7 separate regions of the Mus musculus genome follow, and all the other regions are linked to region 5. Evidence: chromatin contacts called from public HiCAR-type, HiChIP or PLAC-seq and promoter capture Hi-C data. All regions are on one chromosome and are shown on one strand. Each heading gives the region's core, a stretch centred on a gene start, on an enhancer-like site or on the middle of the called end of the contact. The rest is flanking DNA. Distances are from core to core; before and after follow the strand shown. Region 1 has its middle 7.2 kb from the start of Med4. Region 2 holds the start of Rcbtb2 (regulator of chromosome condensation (RCC1) and BTB (POZ) domain containing protein 2). Region 3 has its middle 19 kb from the start of Rcbtb2. Region 4 holds the start of Nudt15 (nudix (nucleoside diphosphate linked moiety X)-type motif 15). Region 5 holds the start of Lrch1 (leucine-rich repeats and calponin homology (CH) domain containing 1). Region 6 holds the start of Itm2b (integral membrane protein 2B). Region 7 holds the start of Rb1 (RB transcriptional corepressor 1).

The links. Promoter capture Hi-C pulls out the DNA fragments that hold promoters and counts their contacts. HiCAR-type assays count read pairs that join an accessible place to other places. HiChIP or PLAC-seq counts read pairs in DNA pulled down with a chosen protein or histone mark.
Region 1: a contact with region 5 is called in a HiCAR-type map of astrocytes, with 5 times the contacts expected there. The contact joins the enhancer-like site here to the promoter of Lrch1 in region 5. A contact is called at or near these places in 7 of 39 promoter capture datasets (3T3-L1-derived adipocytes, the C10 cell line, cranial neural crest and 4 more), 1 of 484 Hi-C or Micro-C datasets (embryonic stem cells), 4 of 115 datasets of contacts at active chromatin or transcription factors (astrocytes, embryonic forebrain, embryonic stem cells and 1 more) and 1 of 9 other capture datasets (embryonic stem cells).
Region 2: a contact with region 5 is called in an H3K27ac HiChIP or PLAC-seq map of embryonic stem cells, with 4 times the contacts expected there. The contact joins the promoter of Rcbtb2 here to the promoter of Lrch1 in region 5. A contact is called at or near these places in 1 of 39 promoter capture datasets (liver) and 2 of 115 datasets of contacts at active chromatin or transcription factors (astrocytes and embryonic stem cells).
Region 3: an H3K4me3 HiChIP or PLAC-seq map of pro-B cells shows a contact between it and region 5, with 5 times the contacts expected there. The contact joins the enhancer-like site here to the promoter of Lrch1 in region 5. A contact is called at or near these places in 3 of 39 promoter capture datasets (the C10 cell line, liver and pre-B cells) and 2 of 115 datasets of contacts at active chromatin or transcription factors (astrocytes and pro-B cells).
Region 4: a contact with region 5 is called in a HiCAR-type map of astrocytes, with 5 times the contacts expected there. The contact joins the promoter of Nudt15 here to the promoter of Lrch1 in region 5. A contact is called at or near these places in 3 of 39 promoter capture datasets (the C10 cell line, cranial neural crest and maxillary cranial neural crest), 1 of 484 Hi-C or Micro-C datasets (embryonic stem cells) and 3 of 115 datasets of contacts at active chromatin or transcription factors (astrocytes, neural progenitor cells and stem cell-derived neural progenitor cells).
Region 6: a contact with region 5 is called in a promoter capture Hi-C map of stem cell-derived epiblast-like cells, with 3 times the contacts expected there. The contact joins the promoter of Itm2b here to the promoter of Lrch1 in region 5. A contact is called at or near these places in 7 of 39 promoter capture datasets (the 3T3-L1 cell line, cranial neural crest, embryonic stem cells and 3 more), 1 of 484 Hi-C or Micro-C datasets (B cells), 6 of 115 datasets of contacts at active chromatin or transcription factors (astrocytes, embryonic forebrain, embryonic stem cells and 2 more) and 2 of 9 other capture datasets (adipose tissue and embryonic stem cells).
Region 7: a contact with region 5 is called in a promoter capture Hi-C map of stem cell-derived epiblast-like cells, with 3 times the contacts expected there. The contact joins the promoter of Rb1 here to the promoter of Lrch1 in region 5. A contact is called at or near these places in 6 of 39 promoter capture datasets (the C10 cell line, cranial neural crest, liver and 2 more), 1 of 484 Hi-C or Micro-C datasets (embryonic stem cells) and 3 of 115 datasets of contacts at active chromatin or transcription factors (astrocytes, large pre-B cells and pro-B cells).

What each region holds. Positions count from the first base shown.
Region 1 is chr14:73,501,076-73,504,649 of GRCm38.p6, reverse strand. No RefSeq gene overlaps it. Among named protein-coding and RNA genes, the nearest start is that of Med4, 7.2 kb to the left of the region's middle. Within about 2 kb of position 1,254, at least 78 of the 459 cell types and tissues checked have an H3K27ac peak or open chromatin away from gene starts, as enhancers often do. A contact at or near this core is called in astrocytes, embryonic forebrain and forebrain, where this site is marked.
Region 2 is chr14:73,140,989-73,144,534 of GRCm38.p6, reverse strand. It overlaps Rcbtb2 (regulator of chromosome condensation (RCC1) and BTB (POZ) domain containing protein 2), which reads right to left and starts at 2,025. Exons shown (of 15, transcript NM_001170694.1): 1 at 1,942-2,025.
Region 3 is chr14:73,121,837-73,125,742 of GRCm38.p6, reverse strand. No RefSeq gene overlaps it. Among named protein-coding and RNA genes, the nearest start is that of Rcbtb2, 19 kb to the left of the region's middle. Within about 2 kb of position 1,797, at least 146 of the 459 cell types and tissues checked have an H3K27ac peak or open chromatin away from gene starts, as enhancers often do. A contact at or near this core is called in pre-B cells and pro-B cells, where this site is marked.
Region 4 is chr14:73,522,942-73,526,782 of GRCm38.p6, reverse strand. Nudt15 (nudix (nucleoside diphosphate linked moiety X)-type motif 15) reads left to right here and starts at 1,534. Exons shown (of 3, transcript NM_001360484.1): 1 at 1,534-1,723; 2 at 3,289-3,485. The coding sequence starts at 1,569. It overlaps Gm41209 (a long non-coding RNA gene), which reads right to left and starts at 1,481. Exons shown (of 3, transcript XR_874819.2): 1 at 1,237-1,481; 2 at 874-946.
Region 5 is chr14:74,945,598-74,949,189 of GRCm38.p6, reverse strand. It overlaps Lrch1 (leucine-rich repeats and calponin homology (CH) domain containing 1), which reads left to right and starts at 1,313. Exons shown (of 19, transcript NM_001252132.1): 1 at 1,313-1,806. The coding sequence starts at 1,530.
Region 6 is chr14:73,382,547-73,386,647 of GRCm38.p6, reverse strand. It overlaps Itm2b (integral membrane protein 2B), which reads left to right and starts at 1,359. Exons shown (of 6, transcript NM_008410.3): 1 at 1,359-1,638. The coding sequence starts at 1,522.
Region 7 is chr14:73,323,667-73,327,298 of GRCm38.p6, reverse strand. It overlaps Rb1 (RB transcriptional corepressor 1), which reads left to right and starts at 1,477. Exons shown (of 27, transcript NM_009029.3): 1 at 1,477-1,776. The coding sequence starts at 1,658.

The DNA.
Region 1 (3,574 bases), core at 5-2,504, 1.4 Mb after region 5:
CAATCCAGCCTAAGGTATTCTCTGATGGTAGCACAGAGTGATTGGAGATGGTCTCTACTGGCTCAGTGTCTTCAAGAACCTTCTGAATTTAAGGACCCATGGTAGAGACTAATTGCTCTTAGCAGCCATCAGTCAACAAATTAATGTTGCTAAAGTACAGTCAATTACCTAGTACAAATGTAGTTCACTGCCATCTGAATTGCCTTGGCCAAATTCTAACTCATGGCTTTCAACAGAATAATTATTTTTGCTCTTTTCTTCCTAATGTTAAGACACAGAAGGATGACGGAAAAGAGGGAAAAAGAAAAAGAAAAGAATGGGGGAAGAAGGAAGAGGAAAAGAAGGAGGAAGCAAGCGAGGGAGGACAGAAGAGGGAGTTAAAATGGGAATGGAGAGGAAACAAAGATTTAAAGAGAAAGAAAGAAGAACAATTATCCCAGCATGGCTAACTCGGACTTGCGAGGCTGAGTCGGAAGGCTGGAAATTTAAGACCTAACGAAACTCTATATTCTGAGACATATCTATAGCAAGTTCATGCCTGCCTGGGAGATCTAATGAGACCCTCAAGAAAAGAGGCTGTGGAGCTAGGGCAGCAGTACAGAGGTGGTGTGCTTGCCTACTACATGGGAGACTCTGGGTCTAACCCTCAGCACCACAAAAAGAAATTACACAGAACTTGTTTTCCACAGACTAAGATGTTTAAATTGGTCTTCCGATATGCTGCCCCGGCCCTTTAACCTTTGAACAGTTTGTCCTACACCTAAGGACATGCTTAGCATTTTTTGTCATCACGAGACTCATCTCGAATCTTCTGTGAAGGTCAGTTTTACATTCATTTCAACCTTTGTTTTCTTCCCGATCAAAATATTTGCTTTGGCTGTGCTATGTGTGAGAGTTCCCAGAAACGTTTCCTTCAGCTGTTGGTAAGTTCGTGAGCATCCTGTCTTTCACTCTGGGAAGACAATTCAGAAAAGATTGGCTGTAATCTCTTTGTTTTCCGTTTCCTTGCATTTCAAACCAGTTTGCTTTTGCCCGTGAGCCCTCACGTGGTAAGACAGATGCTTGATAAATGCATAGTAATTTGATTTAATTCCTGAAGCATTTGATGAGCTTAAACAATATAGTTATATTGGCACAGTTTGCCTCGAATTTCCTTAACCTTGGGTCTGAATGTTTATCACAATCCAGAAAGAACTATATGGCCCTGTGCACAAATGAGTCACTGTACTCTACCCACAAAGGCTTGGAGATAAACATAGCTTAGTGCCAGCAAGTGCAGAACTGTATCCACCCCGAGACCCCCACATTGCCGTCCATTGTGTCTTCCCGAAAAATGCATTGTGATTTCCAAATTTCCATTAACTGTCAGATGCACCCAAAGGTGCACTCTCTGCCCAGATTTGTATCATTAAAGGCACAAAGGTGAATTTACTGCTAAATGTTTGAGTAAAAGCAACGAGGTTAAAGGAGGCCTCTTGGTCCTTGTTTCTGTGGAACAGTGGGCTCTTTGTCCTTTCAGAGCCTCTGGGGCTTGGCCCCCGGCCTCTTCTTGGATAACATGTTGCTCTTCGTCTTGCTGGACAGCTGCCAGGTCTAGTTCTCACCCCCCCCCTCCCCCAATAAGTTATTCCCTTTGGGCAGTCCCAATGCAGACATGCATACAGTGACTCCCTGTCCTCAGAAGTCAGGCTTCCAGAACATTCCCTGCCCATTTTGTGAATCTAATACCTGATATAAAATTTCTAATTACAGGCACTCAATTCTCTCTCCTAGGAGATCTGAAGCTTCAAAGGCTGCTGGTTGCCAGACCTTTTCTTCTCCCTGGAAAGCCCTTGCCAAATGGCCACATTTCACTCTGTCTGATCCAGGCTTTTTATCTGTTCTCAAGCAGACAAGGGCAAAACGCTTCATCTGCCGGCTGCTCAGGCAATCCACTTCCAGGATCTGCGTGTGCACACTCCCGACATACCAGTGTGTTGTGCAAATCACTGCAGAGCTATTTCTCAGGCTCCGGCCAAACCACTGAGATGCTTCTCAAACAAACAAACAAAAAAAAAAACAAACAAAAAATCCTTACAATTTCAAAGAGCGTTGGCACAAGTGAATTCTAGAAGTGTCAGCGGCTTTTCCCTATGGATGTATATCGAACTCACAGAGCAGTGGATGCAAGGTTCAAGATGAAAAGGGATGAAGTTAGGAGGTGCAAATATCGTTTCACAAGAGAGAATTCTGACACATGCATATTTAAATGTTTGCAAAAAAAAAAAAAAAAAAAAGCTTTTTGGCTTAGGTTGTTCTAGGGTGCTGATCAGAAACTTTAGATTCTCAGAAAAAGTGAAGAGTCTATCCAGGCTCTATCACCAAGGACTACGAAATGGCCAAAGTCCAAAGAGTCTAAAACTCTGACCTATCCTGCCTATTTTGGGTGATAATGGATATGTTTGGGTTCCTGTATGGCAGGTCCTGCCAGGAGCCTGAGTAGGTTCAAGGTGGCCCCAAGAAATGCAAGGCAAGAAAGGCAGCCATCAGAGCTGTCTCGGCCTGAATCATCAGGAGAAAGGGTCAAAGGCAAAGGTAGAGAGAAGGGTCCTGGGAAATCTCCTGGGCGGGGCGAACAAACCACTCTGGAGCCTCTGTTGATAGATGTTAGGCTGGATAATTTCCTGCTCTGCATTTCTCTTTGGAAACTGTAAACAGTGGTATGACATAGAGAGTGAGAGAGTAAGCAAGAGCGTTCAGACAGACCAAAAGCATGTGCACAGGTCTGAGCCCAGGCCCGTCTGCTTGTTTAAACCCCCAGCACAGGCAGGGAGTAGCTGTGATCCCGAGGACACAGCCAGAGACCCTGCTGACACAATGGGAGATGAGCCAAATGATCCCCACCCTCTACAGCTGACTTTCCAATGGGGAGGCAGAGCTTTAACAAGCCAGTATGAGAGAGACAGTTTTAGTTTATGGTAAATATTATAAAGGGGTGAGGGCCGCCTCAAATGGACAGCCACAGAAACTACCTCTAAGGAGGGCAAAGCTTTGGCTACGAACCAAGGGATGAAAACGAGAACTCATAAAAGCTCTGAGACACTAAAAGACAAGAAGGCCTCTGAGGTCTCTGACAAAAATCGACTCACTGTTGGGTTTGGGGTGGAAACCGAGAAAACGCACTTCCGTTCCAGAAGCTTAAAAATGAAAGTCTATTTTCTGGGGGTCAGGGAGTTGGCTAGGTCAGCATCTGAACCATGTCCCTGTAGGGAGACTGTACAACATTTTTAAAGGATGGGAGCACAAAGCAAGGGGGAGCTGGGGAGAGCCGCTGTGTTATTCAACTGTATTTTGACATTATGGGCTAAGCAAGGGAGCACCCGTTGGAGACTGAGCCATATCCAGGGCACCTGACTTCCAGGTCCTTAATTCACTCTCCTAGACATTGGGCCTGGAGCTCAGGGTGATAAGGGGACAAAGGAGCAGGCCAGTGGCATTCAGTTAATTAGGGAATAACAGGCAAATGGTTATATATGTTTTAGAACTTATGCACCATAGTTTATATAACAGCAATAGTCTTTACAAGTCAACAGAC
Region 2 (3,546 bases), core at 776-3,275, 1.8 Mb after region 5:
TCACTGCTCTTCCCAGTGTATAGGTAAGAGTTGAAAGTATCGGGATTTTTCGGTTTAACTCATAACCACGTGACTAGAGAGCACAGAAGTTATGGCATTGCTAGTCTCCATAGTAGCCCTGGAAACTGACTTACCTGCATGCCATTGTCCAATACGGTGACAGATTTTACTAGGAAGGTGCGAATACAGAGCGGACTCAATGACCGTTAAACAGTGACCATCACATGAATGCACTAAAGAACCAAGTTCCACAGGACTGTGAACTCGGTCTCTTTTACTCGGCTTTAATCGCCAAAACCGTTCTATCAGGATGGAAGATAATTCTAAAGAGAAACATGTTCGCCTCTCCGTTCAGGTATCAGGCTTTGGACTCCAAGGAATTGTGACTGAAGCCGAGACGAGACAGGATGGGTCAGTGACAGGCCGGACCAAACCTGGACCAGGCCAACTCTGCACATACACCCCTTGCTCACGATTTAAACCTAAACTTCAAGTTAGGGCCTCTAAGGGGTCCTGGGTCACTGAACCTCTCTTTGTTCCCTTTCCCAACGTGGCCACATTTATTAAATCTCTCTGATTGTCACAACAAACTCGTCAAGTGGCCCAATGTGGCCAAGCTTAGTCCGTGCAGCCAGGGCAATCTCAGGGTGTGCAAGGGAGCAGCACCTCGGTGTCCTCTGCTACAGTCCGAGTTAAATCTTTACCTTGTAAAGAAAGGCAAAAAGGCGGCTGGAAGCCTAGCTTCAACTCAGGCGGAAGTTCCATCGCCGCCAAGAAGGGGCATCGGGAAAAGTTTTTCACCTCTAAACTCCTCCACTTCCGGCCTCAGCAACGCCCAAAGGACTGAAAACCCTTAGGACAGCCAGGCCTTCCCAGCCATCCCTCCACTTCGGGGACCAAAGGCCTAAAGCGTGTGCCGCCATGGGGTCGGCGAGGCGGCTGCGGGCGGGAAAGAGCGGAAAGTCCTGGAAACGTCACCGCTAGCTCGCGCCGCGTGCACGGGAGGGTTGGAGACACCAGGGGCAGGGGTTCCCCCAACTGGAAGCGGGAACCCCACAGCCGTGGCCTCGGGGCGACGCACAAAACGGACCCCGGGCTGGGCCTGCGCGCATGCGCACCGCTACGCGGTCCCAGGGCCCGGGAAGGGACGTGAACCCAGAGCTACCCCAGCGACCTGGTCCACGGGCTCGCGCGTGCGCGCCGGGCCCCGGCCCGGGTGGGTTGGCGCTGCGCCCTGCCCCCGCAGCGGCTGCGCACCGGGCCGGGCGCAGGGTGAGGCCTCCGCCTGGCCTTCGCCCCCGGGACTCGCCCGCCCACCCGCGCCTGCCGCCCACACGCAGGCTTACCTCCGCGCCGCGCGTCCTTTCCGCTCCCCGGCAGCGGGGACTGCTCGCCCGGGGCCAAGAACAGCAGACACTTGGCGCCTCCCCCTGAAGCGGCCCGGCCTGGCGGGCTGAGCTCGAGTTCAGCCGTGCGGGGAGGAGGGGGCCGCGGGAGCGAGAAGAGAAACCAGAGGAGGAGGAGAGAGTTCAAGGGAGCGAGGGAAGGGGAAGGGGACAAAGAGAAGGGAGGGGGCTGCGCGCTGCGCCCCGCCTCCCTCCTCGGCCGGGATCGGCGACCCTGGCCTCTCTGGGGACCCTGTGCTGGACCCCGCTTTCTAGCTTAGTGCCCCGATTTCGGGGAAGCTGTGTCTCTCTGGTTTTAGGTCTTACATTCAAAGGCGCTGGTTTTCCTGCTTGCTGCGAAATAAGAGGCTAATTGCATTCTGTGCGCGCTAGTCCAGTCTTAGCAACTCCATCCAGGAGGCCCACCTCATTGTCTCTTGTTTGAGGGCCCAGAGAGCTGTCCGACTTTAAAATGAAGGAAATCCTGTCACCTGGGACGATCTGGAATGAACCTGGAGGATGTTAAGCAAAGTAGACATACAGCACAAATACTTACGGATCTCATTAAGGAGCACTGAAAAAGTCAAGTCGCACCAACAGAAAGTAGAGAGGTGGTTACTGGGACTAGGGAGAAGGGAGCCTGTGGGGCTAGTGATCAAATTTCAGTTAGGAGGAGCAAGCTCAGAAAGAAGGCTGCTATGCTACATAGTGGCTACAGTTATGAGCAGTGTGCACTAGAAAGTCCTAAGAGAAGAGATAATGTTATGGCTTTGAAACAGGGGCTCTGTATTAGCCCAAGTTAGCCTCAAACATCGTAGCCTCCATCCCTCCTCCTCTTGCTTGATCTTTGCCCTCACATTATATACATACATTAAAACATTGTGCTATATATAATAAATATATACACATATATATGTATGTGTTTATATATATATATATATACACACACATCAGTTTAGGGGAAGACAATGGAGATTTGGGTAATTTGCCTTGGGCCATATGATTAGAGATGACTCAAATCCATCTCTTCATTCCACAGGGCTTCTTTTACCTCTTGACCATGTGGTTTCTTTCCAAATGACTTTAAAAAGTGGGTCAGATAATGAAGGCCTTAGCAGTGTAACTGCAAGCTGGGTCACAGGATCCACAAAGGGCTTTTTGGAAGAGGCGGGCTTGATCCCCTCTTTGTCTTGAGCAAGTTCACGGTTCCTGAGGCTGAAAGTTCAGCTTAGGCTAAACAACAGTCTGTGAACTTATTATAACAATGGGCTGGGCTTAAAGAGAAAAGAAAATGAAGTTAGGACTAGATGTGGAAGGCCAGAAAAAAGTGTGAGGTTGGTGTGTCACGTAATAATTTATGGGCCCAAAATCTTTGCCTTTAAAATAGAGCATTTTACTGTTTAATATCTCACAAAGCATGTTGATAAAACCTGACAAAGATGACATATTGTTTTAATCCTAAATAAAATGTCATCAAATAGGATCCAACAACAAATACCATGATCAATGCAGGGATTGTTTCAGTGGTATAAATATGTTACAATGTAAGAAAGTTAGTCTTATAAGTAAGTCAAAGAAGTAGGCATGTTTTGGTTAGCCATTTAAAGTGATAGAGAATTCAACAGTCCTTTTGTTCAAAGTAAGTGGCTATATTCACTCAATAATAAACCTCTTAAGAGTATATCTAAGCCCGGGGTGGTGGCACACGCACGCCTTTAATCTCAGCACTCGGGAGGCAGAGGCAGGTGGATTTCTGAGTTCGAGGCCAGCCTGGTCTACAAAGTGAGCTCCAGGACAGCCAGGGCTACACAGAGAAACCCTGTCTCAAAAATCCAAAACGAAGAAACAAACAAAACGAACAAACAAGAGTATATCTAAGAAGTACAGGGATACAGTTGCTGCATCCCCATGGTACCCTGGATGGCATATGATGACGATGGACCAAGAGACCTGAAATTGAAGCAGTTGCTTTAGGTGACGCAATTATACACACAAAAAGTATTTTGAGACCAAATGGCTAAAACTGACATTGAACTCTTCGTACCAACCAATCCCTCAGATACGGTTGTAGGCATGCACCATCATAGATAACCCCGTTTCATTTTTTGATGAGTTCAATTCAGAGGCGTTTATGGATGTCTGTCCTAGAAGGCAGAGTTGT
Region 3 (3,906 bases), core at 548-3,047, 1.8 Mb after region 5:
AAGCTCATGAATTTTACAATGCTAAGTTAATATAATCCCATTCAGGTTTAGAATATCTCAAATTATGTTGTTGGGTTTTTTTTCCCTCCATTTCAGGCTCGTCTTAAATTTCTGTTTTTATGTACATTGGTCAATATAGTCTGTATGGTGTTGGTAATTTGGGCTTAAAAATAAAAATGTTTTAGACACACATGTGTAGCAAAACCGTACAGAATGAAGCATGCAAACATTAAAACATGTTGAACCAGGGAGATATGTATAAGGCATTCGGGTTGAATTGAATCAATGCTAATTTTTGTTCATAATCGTAGGCTGTTTTGCAACATAGGAAAACTGATAGAAAGAATCATCTATATTATTTTTTGTATCTGCACAGGAATCTACAATTATATCAGTAAAAGGTTGAATTAACAAACTGTCTTAAGTTATTATTGATGGGACTTTTTATTTTTTCCTGAAGTTCTATTTTATAGTCTTACCTTGTTTTTGTCTTATTTTTTTGACTAGCACAATGACAAGATAAATTTGTTTGGGGGGATTACTTCTGAAAAAGAAAACTATATTAGTATGTCTGAGCTCCCAACTGGCACATACTCCTGGTTCTAGTCGCCAGAGTCAGCTGTATATATCAGTGTCATCTCCTTCAATTACAGGAACTGAGCTGGGAAGAAAACCCTTGCCTTCCATGTGGTCAGGTGGTAATTTTACAATAATGAAGTAGTTAAAACCTTTGTTCCTGGAGCTGGTCTGCTCTGCATCCTAGGACTCGGGGGAGATTTGCTTTCAAGTCTATCTGTTCATCTCCCCACTGCTGCAAAACTGCCCTCTACGCTGCCCTCATAATAAATGATGATTATGATTATTAATTCTAATAGCCCCAACAACATTAGGTGGTGCAATGCAGCGGTGATTAGCCTGAGACGTTTAATGAGCATGCTTCTCCTTAGCGTATCCTGAAGTGTCTCTTGGTTCAATGTTATCTTGTTGTTTCTACTTATTTGTCCCCTGAAATACCCAGCCTGTTACTGCCTCTGAAATCACACAGGAAGACTCTCTCCCTGGGTTCCCTTCCAGTGTCTGGAGCATTGTGGTGGCTCCGTAAAGTGCGGTTCCCCTTTGGATGCTGTTCTCTTCAAGTGGATGCAGGGCCTTCACAGTGTAAGACAGTCACCTCATCAGCCAGGATTCACTTGGTGAACTGTGTCGAATTTTAAGTGTAATGATGACTCGAAAGAGTAACCATGACTGTCCTGGTTTATTCCTTTCTTGAAGACTTTGAAATCCAACCTTAAATGGTGCTGTTGGTTTTTTGTTTTGTTTTGTTTTTGTAGATTCCATTGTTTATGGTAACATTTAACCTAAAAATATGTAAAAATCACTATAAATACACAGTCATGATTTTATTTTCAGGTTATTGTTACTGTGTGTCTCAGATCTCGAGCCAGATTAACATCCAAATCTATGGATTTACAGACTCTTTAAGCAGCAATTGGACCACAGCTACTCTGATGTTTTTGACATCACGAGACAGAGTTAAAGAACTTGCAGGAAATGTATCTAGACAGACACTGACCTCGGTGCCCAGCCAGCCAGTGTTCGTGGAAATGGCCTCAGACCTCTGGGACATAACTGTGCTGTTCTAAGCAAACCCTCTCTGATGGTGATAAGCTAGAAAGTTACCCACTGCAAGCAGAGTTTGGGTTAATCGGCATCTTCTTGCTGAGTGTTATCCATGCAGAAAAGGCAGTGCGTGCTGATGGGAGATCTAGCACGTTATCTGCAGGAAGCACTGAGCTCCGAGGAGGAAACCTCAGACTCCTCACCCTCGAGATGTGAGAAGAGGATGTAGGAACAGAAGTACTTATTCAGACGTGTGGCTTCCTGTTCAGGTGGCCTGAGAGATTGCAGGTGTGGTTTCCGTTCTATTAGTTAATAAATGAATAAATAAATAAATAAATAAATACGGATTGGTATATGAAATTTCTGAAATTCCTGTCTGTTCTAACGATCCCCAGGTTCCAGATCCACAGTTGAGCAAGACGTATTCATGCCTTTAGTCTCTGTTCATTTATCAATTCTATTCTTCGGTGTGTGTGTGTGTGTGTGTGTATGTGTGTGTGCGCGCGCGCGTACATGGAGGTGGCCAAAGGACCACCATTGGCTTTGTCCTCCTTTTTATTTGAGATAGGGTCTCTGAATGGCCTGGAACTCACTAAGTAGGCTGGGCTTCCTGGCCACTGAACTCCAGAGATCTGCCCTCCACCTCCAGCACTATGGACCACCAAGCCAATGTTTTCCCCTTCTTAAATATGGGTTCTGGGGATCTAAGTCAGCTTTCTCTTTTGTACTTTTGACTGACTGAGCTGTCTCTTCAGCTTTGTATCAGATTGCTTTGTATCTAAACTGGAATTGCTTTAATTGCTTAAAGGTAATTATCATATTTAAATACAAGCGTTTAAACTGGTAAGAAGTATAGCCAAAGGAACCTTAACATCGGGCCAAGTAAACTTTCTTTAATTAAAACAAAACAAAACAAGAAACCTTCTTGTATTTGTTTCATTAGTCATCCTTGCTTGCCTTGCTATGCTTTTAATAAGCTGCGTGACTCACCAAGAAGCCGAGCAATACACACTGTTTGCTTTTGGGTCTCTTGAAACAAAGGTGCTGGTGAGGAGCTCTGATACACAGTTGCAGGTCCTGGACAGAAACGGAAAACCAACTCAGGGCTGCAAAGGCAGAAAGACATTTAGCCCACAGTATTTTATTCAGAAATAAAGACTGATAAATGAATGTTTCCCCTTTACTTGGGTCACAGGCAGTAACAACTCATGAAAAAAAAAATCCTGCTATCACAGCAAACAGTGATAATGAGAGCATGGGAAATTGCATATTCCAATTTTAAAAGATCATCTTTCCTTGTCTTTGTTTTACTTCCTCTTTGGGTTCCTGACCTGCTCTATTATGACAAGGGTAAGAGGCCCTTTGAGATGCTTTATAAATACTGACTCTGCAGCTTGCATTTGCGGGTTACTTTACCCCAGCCCCTATTTAGGCGAAAGAAATTGAAAACAAATTGTGCAATGCAAGCTTTTCTTAGAAGTGTGCTCTGTAAGAGAAAAAGGAGAACCTTTTAAAGAAGGTCCCACAAGAGGAACTAACAAATGTATCACAGTGTAACAAGGCCGTCATTACTCAAATTATAATGACTTCACACTATTTTCTATTTTTCTCCACATAATTAATTGACACTTGCATTATGAAGGTATGTGTAATTGCTGAGTATGGAATGGTAAAGTGTGTTAGGTGTGGCAGGGTACCCTGCAATTCCAGCACGTGGGAGGCTGAGGCAAGAGGATTGTCACCTGAAGACCAGCCTAGTCTAATTAGTGAGATAACTAGAGAGACACAGGGAAAGGGGGAGGGGCAGTGATGGCAGCAATTTCAGACTATCATAACTAAGAAAGTAACCCAATTTCTACAATGATATTTATGTATATAAGTGCAGCTCATCCAGGAATATACATGTCCCAGGAGACTTGTTTGTGGCAACTTTGTAGAATCTACAGATGTGTTAGTTATATTTTTATCACTATAACAAAAAAAAAAAACGTAATTAACATAACAATAGGAAAGGTGGTCTGGAAAGATATCTCAGTGGTTAGAAGCACTGACTGCTTTTTCTAGAGGATCTGGGTTCAATTCCCAGCAACCACATTGCAGCACACAATTGTCTGTAACTTTGCTTCCAGAGGATCTGACACTCTCATACAGCCATTGATGCAGGCAACAAAACCTATGCACATAAAATAAAAGTAACTAATTTTTTTTTTTTAAAGAGGAAAGATCAATGGGCAATGCGGTGTATGCCTTTAATCCTAGCACTCAGAGGCAGAGGCAGGCAGCTCT
Region 4 (3,841 bases), core at 285-2,784, 1.4 Mb after region 5:
ATTTAATTTTTTGAGAAACCACCACACTTATTTCCATAATGTCTGTGTTAGTTTGCTCCCCTCAACACTGAATAAGGGTTCTTCTCTCTCCACAACTTTTCCAACATTTGTTGTCAGATCTCTTGATGATAGCCATTCTGACTGGGGTAAGATGGTATCTTGCCCAGAGTTTCTATTCCTGCACAAACAGCATGGCCAAGAAGCAAGTTGGGGAGGAAAGGGTTTATTCAGCTTACACTTCCAAATTGCTGTTCATCACTACAGGAAGTCAGGACAGGAACTCAAGCAGGTCAGGAAGCAGGAGCTGATGCAGAGGCCATGGAGGGATCTTTCTTACTGGCTTGCTCAAGTTGCTTTCTTATAGAACCCAAGACTACCAGCCCAGAGATGACACCACCCATGGTGGGCCCTCATGCCTTGATCACCAACTGAGAAAATGCCCCACAGCTGGATCTCATGGAGTCACTTCCCCAACTGAAGCTCCTTTCTCTGTGATAACTCCAGCCTGTGTCAAGTTGACACCCAAAACCAGCCAGTACAGATGGCATCTCAATTCCTCAATGGAGATAGTCAACACTTTTAAAAATAGTTATTATTTTTGTTTCTCGTTTTAAACTGTCTATTCATTTGCACATTCGTTGATTGGCAAAACTTAGGACTTTGCTAAGCATACCTAATGGATACTGAAACTTTCTAATGGATTACTATGGTAGTTTAAATATGCTTGGCCCAGGGAGGTGTGTCCTTGTTGGAGTGGTTGTGGCCTTTTTGGAGGAAGTGTGTCGCTGTGGGAGATGGGCTTTGAGATACTTCTCCCAGTTGCTGTTTGAATCTTTTCCTGTTTGAATTTAGAACAAGATATACAACTCTTACCTCCTCCAGTGCCACGACTGCCTGGATGCTGCCATGCTTCCTGCATTGATTATAATGGACTGAACCTCTGGACCTACAAGCAAGCACCAATTAAATGTTGTCCTTTATAAGAGTTGCCTTGGTCATAATGTCTCTTCACAGCAACGGAAACCCTCACTAAGACAATTACTTAGGATACAAATTAAGTATACACTCAGATATATGTGTGGAAATATAAAAACTAACATTTCAAAGAGTTAAAGCTGTCTCTGGAAGCAGGGCTAAAAGGGATAGTGTCTGTCCTTGGGCAGTTTTGTACTATTGGGTTTCTAAAATTATGCACACATTAGTAGAAATAAAGTAATACTTTTAAAGTAAACCCACCCGTCCAAAGATTTAAGATGTCAATCTTGTTACAGCTGATTTCCCCAAGTTTTTCTTTTCATATTTCAGTTTTAGTTGATGTATATTTTTATCTACTATAATTTGTTTTTCTCTAAAATATGAATTTATCCTAAAGAAACTTAATTAGTCTCATTTACTTCCCCAAATCATCTTTCAGTACTCTTATGTTAGTTATTTATATGGTTGTTTCTGCATGATCTATGCACCAGGCGACAGGTGATTCGTGAGACACAACACTCAGCGAGCAATCAGCGAGGCTCCTGCCGGTTCCCGTACAGCTTCAACGTCACTTCCGGGGTCAGCCAAATGCTATGGCCGCTAACGCAGAGCCGAGGCGGCGGCCAGGAGTTGGGGTCGGCGTGGTGGTGCTGAGCTGCGAGCATCCTCGCTGCGTCCTTCTGGGGAAAAGGAAAGGATCGTTTGGAGCCGGCAGTTTCCAGCTTCCTGGGGGCCATTTGGAATTCGGGTGAGCAGGACGACCTCCGGGAAGCGGAAGCTTCGGGAATATCACTAGTCCGCACGCCATTCTCGGTCCGTGTGACGCGCTTCAGTGCGCAGTTGAGTTCCGCGAGCTCTCTACGGCCCCGGTGTCCTCCGGGATCCAGCCAGGAGGGGGTGCTGTGCCAGTACCCGGGCCCCGTTAGTCCTCGCTCTGCCCTCTCCTGGCTGCAAGTGGAAGTCGTTTGTATTTCTTAGTGTTTACAGAGAAAGTGGATGTTAACTGGGACTTTTCCTTTTGCCCCATGAGATTTAAATATATCAGAGTTTTGTGAGGCTGGCCCCGCCGCTTCTGCGATGTGGATGTGTCAGTCCCACAAAGGGGGAAGGGTAGCTAAGTCAGTTTCTGTGCAATCGTGAAGAAACCCTGGCTCTGCTCAAAAATGTGTTCTAATCCGAGAGTGTGCCTTAAAATACAATAAAAGTATCTAAGACATCCAGATTCGGTGTGATTTCCTTTAGTCTTGTATAGTAATATAAAATAATGTAGTGTTATAAAACACTTGGAAGGTAAAGCTTCAAGCCTTCCTACGCCTTATCTAACAAGCACCATACTTGATTCTGTAGACAATTTCAAAGGAAATCTGAGACTTCCTATTATGTAATTATCTGGGTCACTATTATCTAATAGGCTTATTTAGTTATAAGAGACCGAGATCTGCCTGCCTCAGTTTTCTGAGTGTTGGGATTATGGCGTGATGGATTCACTGGATGGAGGAGCCTCTCACTGGCTCTCCATGACAGGGAAACATTACCAGGCTGACAACTTCCTTCCTCTTGATGGTAACCTGTACTTTCCTATGTGGCCTGGAAGTACAAGTGTTGCATGCCCCTTAATGCTAATCATCTCTTTCTCTGTTGCCTAATTGCCTCAATTTTTAGGCTTAAACTGGAATTTTGAAGCATAAGGAAGGCATTTAATGCACTTTCAAAACACAACCCGAAAGGAACATTAATTAATGTTTCTTTTTTTCCTGGGTACAGTTGACTCAGAAGCCTGGGTTTTGTTGTTGTTGGGTTGTTTTTTATTGTTGTTTGTTTGTTTGGTTGGTTGGTTTTGTTTTGGGTTTTGGGGAGTGGTTTTTGTTGGGTTTTGTTTTTGTTTTTAGAAATAGGGTTTCTCTGTACAGTCTTGGATGTCCTGGAATTCCCTCTGTAGACCAATCTGGCCTCAAACTCACAGAGGTTCACCAGGCTCTGCCTCTAAAGTACTCGGACTAAAGGCGTGTACCACCACCACCCAGAGAAAGCCTGGGTTCTTACCTGACACACTAAACTGCACCCTTGCTGCCTAAGTCTATCTCCAGACCTAGGAATTAATGCTGTTGTTAAGTGTTAATTTTTGCATAACCTAAAGCTCTTTGGGTCTTCAAATCACTAAATATAGAATATGCATAATGTCAAGATGGAAGATTTTTTTTTAATCAGTCTAAAGCATAAACTAATTACCATTGCTTTTACTGTATACCATAATTTTCCTACCAGGACTCTCACCTCATGTGTACACTAAGCAGGCTGTGTTTCTTTTTCCAGTGAGACCTGGGAAGAATGCGCTCAGAGAGAAACCTGGGAAGAAGCTGGGCTTCACCTGAAAAATGTGTGCTTTGCCTCCGTGGTAAATTCTTTTGTTGAGAAGGAGAATTACCATTATGTTACCATATTAATGAAAGGAGAGGTGGATATGACTCATGATTCGGAGCCGAGGAATATGGAGCCTGAAAAGAATGAAAGTAAGAGAATCAGATACAATAACGTATTATTCTTCAGAGAAGCATGGTTAGAGTATCATTGCCATATGAAGAGAATCGGATTCTCTTTGTGTCTATGACCTCGAAAGTTCCTGTGTTGGAGCTAAGAAGGTGACTTTAACCCCAGCACTTGGGGAATAGTAGGGAGAGACAGAAAGATCTCTGGGAGTTTGAGGTCACTGGTTTACATAGAAAGTTCCAGGCTAGCTAGGTCTATGTAGAGACACAATCTCAAAAAGAGACAAAAACCAAAAACCTATGTTGAAATTCCAGTCTTGGGGTGATGGTGACGGGGCCTGGGCTTTGCTGATTCTGGGCCCTTAGTGAGATGGAATGTC
Region 5 (3,592 bases), core at 64-2,563:
TTCTACACCACAAAGGAAGCAACAGATCGAAGAGACCGCCTACAGAACAGGGTGAAAACAAAACTAAGCTTAAGGCACAGTTTATGAAATCATAGAGACTTGAAGGAAGTGGAGCCAGAGAGGAGGAAGGTGGTGGGGGGTGAGGGCGGCACACCACTAGGTGGCGCCTGTTTCTTCCGGAATAAGTAGGATTTGCTCTCAGCCTGGAATCTCAGGAATTAAGGGGTAGCCCTGTAGCGAAGTCCATGCAAGTGACATAGATCATGTCATACTTAGTGCTGAGCCCAAGAAGTCATTAGGTCCACGCGGCTGCCTAGACTATCACAGATCTGCATTACTGTAGTATGTATGATAAAGTTGTATCATGTCCATACTTCACTCCAGCCTCATTTCTCCAAGCCGAGTCACTCCATAGAGACTATCAAGCTTTGGGTCCCAGGCTGTTAAGGTGTGGGAAGGGAATGGAGGCTTTATCAGTCTTCCAGCTGGGTGGCTTTAGGTGACACAGGTCCTCTGGCTCTTCCATGGGGTGCAAGGCCTGGCTCAGGCGCCCACTGTAGGTCAACCCATGGCAGAAGATTTGTTTGCAATCAGACAGTTCAGTTCCCATGCCTCACATGAATAAGAAGGTGGCGCACCCGGAACATTTCATAGTACCTAGGCTTAGGTTTAAGATATGACCTTTGTGATCACTAGGTCTTTGGCGTTCTAACGCTTGGAGTAATAATTTGGGTATTTTATCATAAAAATTACCCTTTCTCAAAGCCCTTCCTCTATAGATTTGTCTATTTGCCCTGAAGTCTTTCTTGTTCCTGTGGTCTGTAGTGAAGGTGCAAAATTTTGGTGACTGTGGGCTGCGTGTTCGAATTCTGCAGGGGTGATCGCGGCTCGCTTTAACTTCCTCTCGCTGAAGGAAGCAATTTTTCCACTCACAGATTTCCTGGATTTAGTGAGAGATTTTGTATGGTAAGCACCTAAATGCCAGGGGGCGTCCGTGAGGGTAAACCCACAGTGGAAAAACTGCTTTTGGGGGCAACTCTGGATCAATCAACCAGAACCACTCTCCTCCCTGTGACCTTGTATTCCAAATCTTGTCTCCCGCCTCGCCTGGGTTTTCATAAACGGCTTAAAAAAAATCCCAGAAGACAAAAACGAAACCGACAAAATACCCTGGCCCGCAGATGTGTAAACTACAAGGGGTCGGGCTGGAGAGAAAGTCACCCAGAATGTGCATCCAGTTCCAGCCAGCTTCGGGGGTGGAGCGCCAACAAGCTGCGGAGGAGGAGCGGCGGGCGGGGGCGCGAGCACGAGCAGACACAGGCGCGCCACCGCTGCCGTCGCTGCCGCCGCCGCAGCCCTTGGCTCCCCCGGCTGGAAACCTTGGCGATCGAACTGCTGCCTCCACCTCTGCGCCGCTTGCCGCCCCTCCCGCAGTCCCGCGGCTTTCGAGGGAGCGCTGCGGGGACTCGGGACCGCCGGGGAAACCTGTGACCCCGCGCAGGAGCGGCGGGGCGGGGGACCGGGAGAAGATGGCGACGCCGGGAAGCGAACCCCAAGCTTTCGCGCCCGCTCTCTCGGTAACCGCCCTGCACCCGCATCTCCACCAGCACCACCAACACCACCAACACCACCAGCACCACGGAGGCACCGGCGGCACCGGCTTCAACCTGCCCTTGAACCGTGGTTTGGAGCGCGCGCTGGAGGAGGCGGCCAACTCTGGGGGCTTGAACCTGAGCGCCAGGAAGCTGAAGGAGTTTCCCAGGACTACGGCCCCGGGACATGACCTCTCGGACACGGTTCGGGCAGGTGAGACAAGGCCGGGGCTGGCCACGCGTGTGCGAGCCGGGCTGTCGCTCCTTCCCGCCGGGCCCGAATGTGTTACTAGATTGGCTCGGCAGGAGCGGGTTCTGCAACGAGCACGGTGGTTGTAGCGGGCACGGTGGTCCTCCTGGCCCCGGCGACCTGCGACCGTGGTGCAGGAGCGCAGGGATGCGCCTAGGAGCTGTTCCTGGCGCGCGGGAAGTGGGGGCATCTCGGGCGACCGCGAGCAAGTCCAGAACACGAACCAAGTCGTGGACCTCTACATGGAAGCATTCTGCGTCCTGGTGGGTGGGGAAGGCCAGACAAAGGTGGCCGGCCGTCGGCTAGCCCTGTCCTCTCCGCGTAGTGTCGGGGCCCCGGCCTCCGCGCCGCGCGACCGTGGCTTGCTGCAGCCAGAGAGGCGGTGCCAACCTTGGTTCTGCGCCTGTGCGAGCAGAGGCTGGTGTCTGGCTCTCCGCCCACACATTTTGGTTCCCTCCACCGGGGCTCCCCGGTTCTCACTAACCCCGGTCTTTGCGGGGGCCCTGGAGGGGAAGCGTGGCATAGTAAATGAAAAGTAATTAAAGTGAGCCTGTTTGCCAGTGTGAGCCCGGCAAGTTGTAACCCGCGCCACAGAGCAGCCTGCTTCTTCAAGTTGTGTCATGTGTTGACATATTTTGGAGATGTCTGCTTTCCCTTTAGTAGTCGGAGTTGTGGGAGTGGACCCATAAACAGGAAGGAGGGTGGTGGAAGAGGGTTGGGGCCTTGGGAATCCGTGCAGATCTGACTTAAGTTTCCGACCATATCCTGTTCTGTTCTTTGCGGGACGATTTGTACCCCAGCGAGCGCCTAGCGTTTCCCAGGGCAGTGGGTGCCCCACTTTTGTGCCATTGCCTAGACCTCACGACTGTCGTTGTCTCTTCCGACTTGCATCAGGTCTCTTAGGCTTCTGAATGGCTTGGCTTTCAGATGGGGTCCTTCAGCTACTTATAAAGGAAGACTAGGGGGCGGGGCAGGGGAGCCAGCTGTGGCTTTCGGAGGCTAGGTTTCTGGTTAATTCCATAAACATTTAATCAGGAGACCAATTGAAAATTTAGATGGAGTTCTGAGTCCATTGGAGGCTAGAAGCACTCCTCTGGAGTCATTAAACGGTGATATTTGGGTTTAAGGATTGTCAGGAATGGGTAAGCAGAGGGGAAATTCCAGAACTCAGTTTTCAACAGCTGGAGAGGCTCTTGATAGGACCTCATAGTTACAGCTTCTCAAGTAGAAGTTATTCTAAGAGTCGCCTGAATCATTAACCTTAAAAAGTCACCCCATGTTTTCCTTCCCATCTGCCATAGTTAGAATGGCTGTGTACTGCAGAATGGAGAATCAGAATGCCCCATGCTAACGTGTTCGCGCTATTCAGTAGCAGGCTTAGAGTTATTCCAACACTTCAGTATTACTCATGATTCCTCCCAAGGTTGGGTAGAGTTGGCATGTGTGCTGTGCTGGCATGTCTTTGAGAATACCATTGCTTTAAAAGTAGTGGAGGGAGGTGTTCATCTTTCAGTTACCGCCTCTGTGAGTTGACACTGTGTGGAAAGGGTCCTTCCTTCCTGTTCTCTCTGTGTGCGGTGGGGTGTGCAGGTGTCCAGGCATTAGGAGTGTTACATATATTTTAATGCTCCTAAAATCCTTAAGTAGTCAAAAGTAAGAGGCTTCATGCTAATTCTCCACCCTAAAACAGTTACTATTTTGGAGCAGCAGCGGCAAAAGAATGTCAGCTACGTTTGTGGGCACTTAAGGC
Region 6 (4,101 bases), core at 110-2,609, 1.6 Mb after region 5:
TTCTCTATTTATAAAACCATCCACCCCCTCACCTTCTCTTTCATGAAACGGAGTCCTACTCAGTCCCAGAGGCAAAAATAGAAATATGGGAATGGAGAGACGGCTCGGCAGTTAAAAGCATTTGTTGCTCTTCCAGAAGACCCAAGGCTTGGTTCCCAGCAACCGCATGGCGGTTCTCAACCATTTGTAACCCCAGTTCCACGGGACTTGACTCATTTTTCTGACTTCCTTAGGCACAGGTACATGTAGGCAAAAAAAAAAAAAAAAAAAAAAAAAAAAAATCATAGGCATAAAAATTAAATATTTAAAAATAAAAAGAAATAAAGATAATTCCCTCCTTGAATAGAGCCAGGGGCTCAAGAACTCTGGTCTCAACTGCTGTCTTCAAGGTTGGCCTAGGCCAGAGCTCACACAGCAGAATCCTTCTGGCCAACAGACACTCCTGTAGGTGGACAAGGAGAGGATATGGAGAAGGCTACAGGATCAGTCATTTGACCAAAGGACCATCTGGAGACATGGCTGTAAACCCAGTGTGTGGGCCAATGTCTTCTGTCAACCAGAAGCAAAAACCTCTTCAAAAAAGGAGAATTTTTTATTTTGAAGAAAAATAAGAACTTGTCCTAAGTACGTTGTCACAAATCACAGATTGGCCTAAGGCAAATATGGTTTTTTGTTTTGTTTTGTTTTGGCTTGCTTATACAAATGAGCTCGGTTGGTACATTTTGTTTTACCAGTTTAGAATTTTAGGAATACAAATGGATGAAGAGGGTTCCTGGTCATTGGCTTGAGATTAGGCTGGGCAGGAACTGACCTCTGAGGGAGGAAGAAAAGACCAGCTTAGTCAACCAGGCAACACCTTAGGGTGAGGTCTGTGGGAGATAAGTCAGATCACCAGGACACTAGGACACAGTGCTTCAAATATTCCTATGCTCTACTAAGTCGCTTACTAATAAATGATTAAACGGAGCTTTTGGGTTTGTTTGTTTGTTTTTCTCACACAAAAATTCCATGGCCTTTGGGCTCACAATCAAAGAGAATTTGGTGCTACCAGAAGTTAACTTATCCTACGTAGCCAACCGACAGAGTTCACCCCATTTTCTTATCAACTTGCAACACTGGGCCCCTGAGGAGAACTAGTTGGAAGCAAATTCAGAACCGGAAAATCCAGGCAGCCCAGAGGGGCAACAAGTCCTAGCTCAACCAGGCGCGCCCTCCACAAAGCCTGGCCAGATTCCCGCTGAGTCCTGGGTGGGGGTGGGGGGAACCAGGGAGGGTCTGGCGTGAAGCCAGGCCCCGCCCCGCTCAAGGCCCCGCCCCTCCGGGCCCCCGCCCTGCGCCCGCGCCCCAGCTGCGAGGCCGGAAACCGCGCTGCACTGAGCCGCTGCTGCTGTCGCGCAGTCCGCTCCTCCGCTGCAGAGTCGTGCCCTGAGCTCGGCCGACAAGGCTGCCTTCGCAGCCGGGATCCTGCCAGCCGCGACCCCAGCCTTCGCCGTCGCCGCCTAGGGCGCCCCAGGCCGCACCATGGTGAAGGTGACGTTCAACTCGGCGCTGGCCCAGAAGGAGGCCAAGAAGGACGAGCCCAAGAGCAGCGAGGAGGCGCTCATCGTCCCTCCGGATGCCGTGGCGGTGGATTGCAAGGTCCTGGCTGGGGTCGCGGGCGGGGTCCCGGCGGCGGGGACGGTTTCCCGGACGGTCCTCCGCTCCCGGGTACCGTGGTGTGTGTGTGTGCAGCGAGCGGGGCGGGGTCCTGGCCCTGGCGACCCCCGAGGGGACAGTTGCACAGGTGTACGAGGTCCCGCGGCTTTGCACTTGGCTTGGTAGCCCGGGAACCTGCAGCGACAGGCACCGCCACCACCGAGTTTGGCACTTTTTTTCCAGTATAAATACTGTGCCTAAAATGGCTGACATCATAACAAGCCTAAACCTCTGTTGTTTCCTACTTTCGTTTCTAGGCTGAACAGCACTTGGACTAAGTCCAGCAACTGTAAGCATCTTCATTTTTTAAAAGCCCTTTTCTTTTACAAACTCCCTTGCCTACAAATGGCCTTCGGTGTTGGCAGGTGAACACCTTGGGGTCTGGAGAGAGAAGACAACAGTATACTGGGAGTAGTTTCTGGCTGGTGATTTTATTATTGTAACAAATATTCCAGGTGAAAGTAATTGCTATTGTGGCTGTTCCCATGTAACCCAACAGTTGACTTTTATCAGCCTCTTTGTGGGTACTTCTGAATAAGTGAAACTGGAACCAAAACATAGGAATTTGCTCCCATCCCTACAAAATAGGTAACCTTTGTGTTACCACATCCCCGGTTAGCACTGAGTGATGCTGTCACTGGATTCAATTTTTAAAAGTGATGTACAGTAATATTCTTTTAAATATAAATATAATTTTTGCCTAAGTTTTCTTTTTGCCTTTTTAGGGCTTCTGACATTTGATACCTATGAATACTAACAGCGGGTGCTGCTTCGTTTTTCACTAACACTTTTTAATACCTATTGTCACTTGGGTAATTTTAGTTTTGACTTAAAATCAGTCGTTTGTGTCCATGGTACAAGTAGTAAGGAGAGTTTTTGTTTTTGTTTGTTTGTTTTTTAATGATCTAATGAAAATTACTGTAAAGAAACAGGCCACTAATACCCTATAAAATTTTTGGATATATAATAGCAGTCTGGGCTGTTTGGACATGTTTTCTGGAAACGTTCCAGCTAAAAGCAAACATCATGTTGATTTTTTTAAATGACTGTCTTCCCCTGAGATGAGAGAGCTGATTCCCTAAAAGGATTAAGGGTTCTGGTTTTAGTATTGTTTTCCTGAACCTAGTACAAACACTCTTGGTCTTGAAAACATGTTTAGAATTCACAGGTAAAAATTGTCATAGCAAATTATCATATCTCTTTTGTCCGGATGCACATTTTAATCTAGAATAGACCCATAGTCAAGCACCCAATCACAACAACTCTATATCTTGTTTGTGGAGACACCTTGAGTCTCCTCAAGCCCAGATAGGCCTTGAACTCTGCCCTTCCTTCATTTTCCTCCCCAAGTACTGGGATTACAGGTGTGCACAGCCATGCCCAGCTTCAAATATACATTCTCACTGATATTATATAGGTATATGGTCTTTAAATTCTAAAACTATAACTCCTCCCACGCTAAGCAAGCATCAATGATGTCATTTCTCTGTTTTTTATTCCAGGGTTGTAAAGGTTTCAAACTCTCAGACAAACGTCAGAATTCACTTTGCAGGGGAGCTTTGAATCAGTCTTGCCATTTATGAAGTAGCAGTCTTATTTTTGAGCTCTTAAGGATTTTTCATATGCTCACCATAATTTAATTTTTATTTCACAGTAACTGTCTATAGCTGTACACTTTGCTTTTATTTCTTAATTTCTCTGATTTCTCTATCCAAAGGAAGATACTTCAATTAAGCAGTGAGGGCTTGTGTTCTTCTATAGCCACACAGAAGTCACAGCTAAATTGGTTTGGTTAATACAGAGAGAGGGAGAGAGAGAATGAATTCTTTTTCCAGCTATAAGCTGGAAGCCTTTTCTCAGTGGGGACAGTATCTCTACAATGGGAGTAGGTGGAATAAAGGAAAAGCCTGCTTGCCTAGCGAGAGAACTGATCTCATCCCAGAGCTGCGGAGTGATTACATAATGTTCTGATGTTCCTTTGGGCTGCACTGTGTGGCAACCACCTTGTCCGACCGCCCGGGCTGGGAACAGAATTAGCCTTAATGTGTTCTGCCTGGGGCATTTCCTCTGGTCAAGAGGACCAAGCTGGTTTGAGAACTTGGAAAGAAAGCCCTTTAGCACTTTTACACAGCAGCCACGGACCTGTTTGTACAGCCTGTGCTTGAGGAGTGCCCCGTGGGTATCTGTAAGAATTCTGCTGTCTCCTGTCAGGGGCTTATGTAACATACGTACACAGGGCCATTTACACCGCTGTCTTCTGCTGCTGTCTCCCACCCTGCATGAGACCCTTCTGGAAGCAGCCCCACAGCTCCGTTACGGTTTCCAACTACTCTGTGCCTTAGCTGTCTGTTCCAGCAGCTATTTCTTTTGATTACATTATCCCAGCTAGTTTGCATTATTTTTTTT
Region 7 (3,632 bases), core at 228-2,727, 1.6 Mb after region 5:
CTGACACAAATAGCTGACCATCAGCTGATTTGAGGTCAGTACCAGCAGAGATGACCGGTCACCAGCTCTGTTACGCGTCTGAGGACCCAAGTTCCTTTGCCATTCTGTCTCAAACTTAAGAGTAGCTTGCCACAAATACCAAGGTGGCATCAATTGGCCAAGTGTCACATTCTCTGATAATTATGAGGCAGGACTGTATCATTTCTGTATATTATTTGATCAGGCTCCCACAGTCTATCTTTTATCTTCACCAAACCTAGACTGTATGTAGCCTGAGCTCTTGCCTAAATCTGGGACAAAGTGAACTCAAGTGCTATTTTAATTCCATTCATTCTCCGTGGCTGCATCAGGGCCTGGGGCTCTACCTCCTGACAAACATTTGGTCTCTAGAAGGCTTCTGAAGTTAGGCAAGTCTGAAAATTGAAGGAGGCCCATGTATCCTTCACTCATCTGACATCAAGGCAGAAAATAAGCCCAGGCTTGCAACCTACCCAATTAAGTTCTCGATTCCTCAGTCCTTGCTCAGCTGTTCCAAGATAGTTTACACCAGAACAACAACTGTATTTTATTCACAGCACTTCAATTAGTGAGTTGTATGAATAAGGACTGACAAAGGGAGAAAATTATGTTGACTGACAGGTAAAACGTAACTAGAAAAGCTACCATTGCTGAGCCAGCTTTTGGTGGCGGTAGGTAGTTCTAGTATAAAGTATGCTCTTTTCCGGTGTCTGTGCGTCGGCGACATGGTCAGACAAATATTACTTGGGTTCGAGTCCTCTGCCAGGGACCTGCTATGTGACGCGGGCAAATTGGCTCCCCGAACTCCCCACTTCCAACCCGCAAAAGTGGAATGCCGACCTTCCCAGTTTGACCGGCTGTCTCGGAGAAACCATTATGAAAGGAGGCCGGATCGTGCGCATGAACACGGCCAACTGGTTTTCTGCTTTCGTCTCAAACGCGTTTGTAAGCGATTTTTCAAAGTCGGGTCCGCCTGGCAAACTGGTTTTCAAAAGCTACTTTCCCGCTAAGATCTGTCCCGCTCGGACCGCGCCTCCTGTTTCCCCATCAAAAGACTATAGTCTGTGCGTGCATCGCCCATCTTCCCTTGTCTCCAGAAGGCCACCAATGGCCCCACCCTGGACCGCCCACCCGGGCCGAGCCCACCTCCCACTGGCCCGGCACGTTTGTTTTTGTTTTGCCGGCCGCGCGGGCCGGGCGAGGGGCGCGCCCTGTCCAGCGTTCTCCCAGAGGCCGCGGCTCCTCGCAGCGGGCCGGCCCCGCCTCGGCTGGCGCCGCCCACGGGGACGACGCGGGCGGAGACAGGCCCGGGCAGGCGCGGCTTCCCCGCGGCTTCCCGCCCGCGCCCTCGCCCTCGCCCTCGCCCTTGCCCGCCGCCGCCGCCACCGCCGCCCCGGTTCCCCACTGACGCCCGCGGCCCGCGAGCCTCGCGGACGTGACGCCGCGGGCGGAAGTGACGTTTTCCCGCGGTTGGCCCGGGCGCTCGGTTGCCGGGCGCGTCCGGTTTTCCTCGGGGGACGTTCCCATTATTTTTGTAACGGGAGTCGGGTGAGGACGGGGCGTGCCCGGCGTGCGCGCGCGCCCGCCCGCCTCCCCGCGCGCCTCCCTCGGCTGCTCGCGCCGGCCCGCGCTGCGCGTCATGCCGCCCAAAGCCCCGCGCAGAGCCGCGGCCGCCGAGCCCCCGCCACCGCCGCCGCCGCCGCCTCGGGAGGACGACCCCGCGCAGGACAGCGGCCCCGAAGAGCTGCCCCTGGCCAGGTGAGGAGCGCGGCCGCCGCGGGCCGGAGAGAAGGGAAGGGAAGGGAGCGGGGACGCCGGGTGCATCCCGGCGGGGACGCCGGGCGGGCGCATCTCGGCGGGGCCGGGCTGGCGGTAGGAGCGGCGCCCCGGGTCTCCGGGGTCCCCTTGGTCCCCCATCTCTGCGGGGGTGGCGGCGGCGCGCTGACACGGTCCCGGGCTCGCGGGCGACGGGGAGGGCATCCCGAAGGGGTCTGGGCTGCGGCTTGACAGGTGTCGGGCGGGTGGGGCTCCTGCTCCCGAGCGAAGTGACAGGTGCAGGCTCTACTCCAGCGACGCCCAGGCGCGGAGCCGGCGGGTCCCGGAGAGCCCCGGTCAGATGCAAAAACAATTGAAATAAATATTTAAAAAAAGAAAAAAAAAACTCGACCGGTGTTTGTTTTCTTTCTTCCTCCCTTTTTTCTCCGTGGAGATCCGAAGCACCCCCGGGGTGGGTTGACTTTCTCTTTTGCAGTCGTCCTGCGATGCAACAGTTGGGAGCCTTGCCCTCTCTGAGCTTGCGCTGCATCGGCAGCTTGGTCCTGGGAGAGGCCAAGAAAAGCCTTGTAGGCAAAGCGCAGGGTCGTGGGTGTCAATTGCTCACGGGGTCCTCAGCTCCCGGGCTTTGTGGGGGTTTCTTTAGAACAATGCTTTGAGGCCCGGGGGGATTTAAAGCCATCTGTGGAGACTGATGGAGCAGAACTCTTAGAAGAACTGGTATGTGGGCAAAAGTTTCAGGAGACATTTAAATGCAAGGGCTTGGAAGTTTCTAAACTTTGTTCCCCTTTTTTTTCAGGGTAGAACTCTTCTTGCGTGCTGATTGGCCCGCAGCATGCTTCATTATTTCTTGCCTTTTGCCTTTGAGCATTCACGGATTCTGGTGCCTCCCCCTCCCTTTTTTCTTTTTTGGTCTTGTGTTTGGTACTGTGTTCTCTCAAAGAACTTTTCTCTCCATTTATTAAGTGGAATCTAAACTTAAGTTCATGTGGATCCAATAAGAACAACAGAGAGATATTTATTGTATTTCAACATTTTTTTTCTTGACTGTGCTACTGTGTGATTAAGTAACAGAAATTGAAACAATATGATTGTTGTTATTGTCAGCACTAGTTTTGAGAGTATAGATCCATTGTAGATGGGAGTTGTTTTTGTCTCTCACGGTCCTTCAATTTCTAGCCCATCATTAAGTTCTCGAGTTTTTGTTGTTGTTGTTGTTTTTGTTTTTTTGGGAGGGGGTGTTTTTGTTGTTTTTAATTACTCTGACTCTGTAACCCAGGCTTGCCTTAAGCTCTCTGTTTTACTGCCTCTGCCTCCCAAGTTCTGGGATTGTAGCCCTGATGGGCTATCAAGCTCCTTTCTTCTCATTGAGCATCAATCAAGGCTCTTTGTGAGACCCAGACTCTTAACAGAGTTCAGGTCAAATCCTAAGAGACTGAAATAATTTTGGAAATTGCTTGTCTAAGTCTATTAAAATTCATATTAGATGGATTTTCTTATGGACCAAATAAAAATCATGTTCTTAAAAAATAAATACAGAATAAAAACTGTTCCAGGGGAAGAGTTTGCTTTTGTTTCTAATTAAACTCTGATGTATCCAGTGTGTGGAAGCTTCACTTTAGAAAGAGCAGTAACATGTATTCTAAAAGATTCCATGCCATCTATGGACTTATTACTGATTATTGTAGAGTAACTGTACACATTGAAGTTCTGGTCATTGCCTGTGGGAAAGACAGACCCAGTTTCTTTCTCTTTTATGTACTTTTAACTTTGGAGAATTCTCAAAAAGTTCTCCTTTAAATTAAACTTTACAAGACATAGTCTCATCTTGGTTACTCATT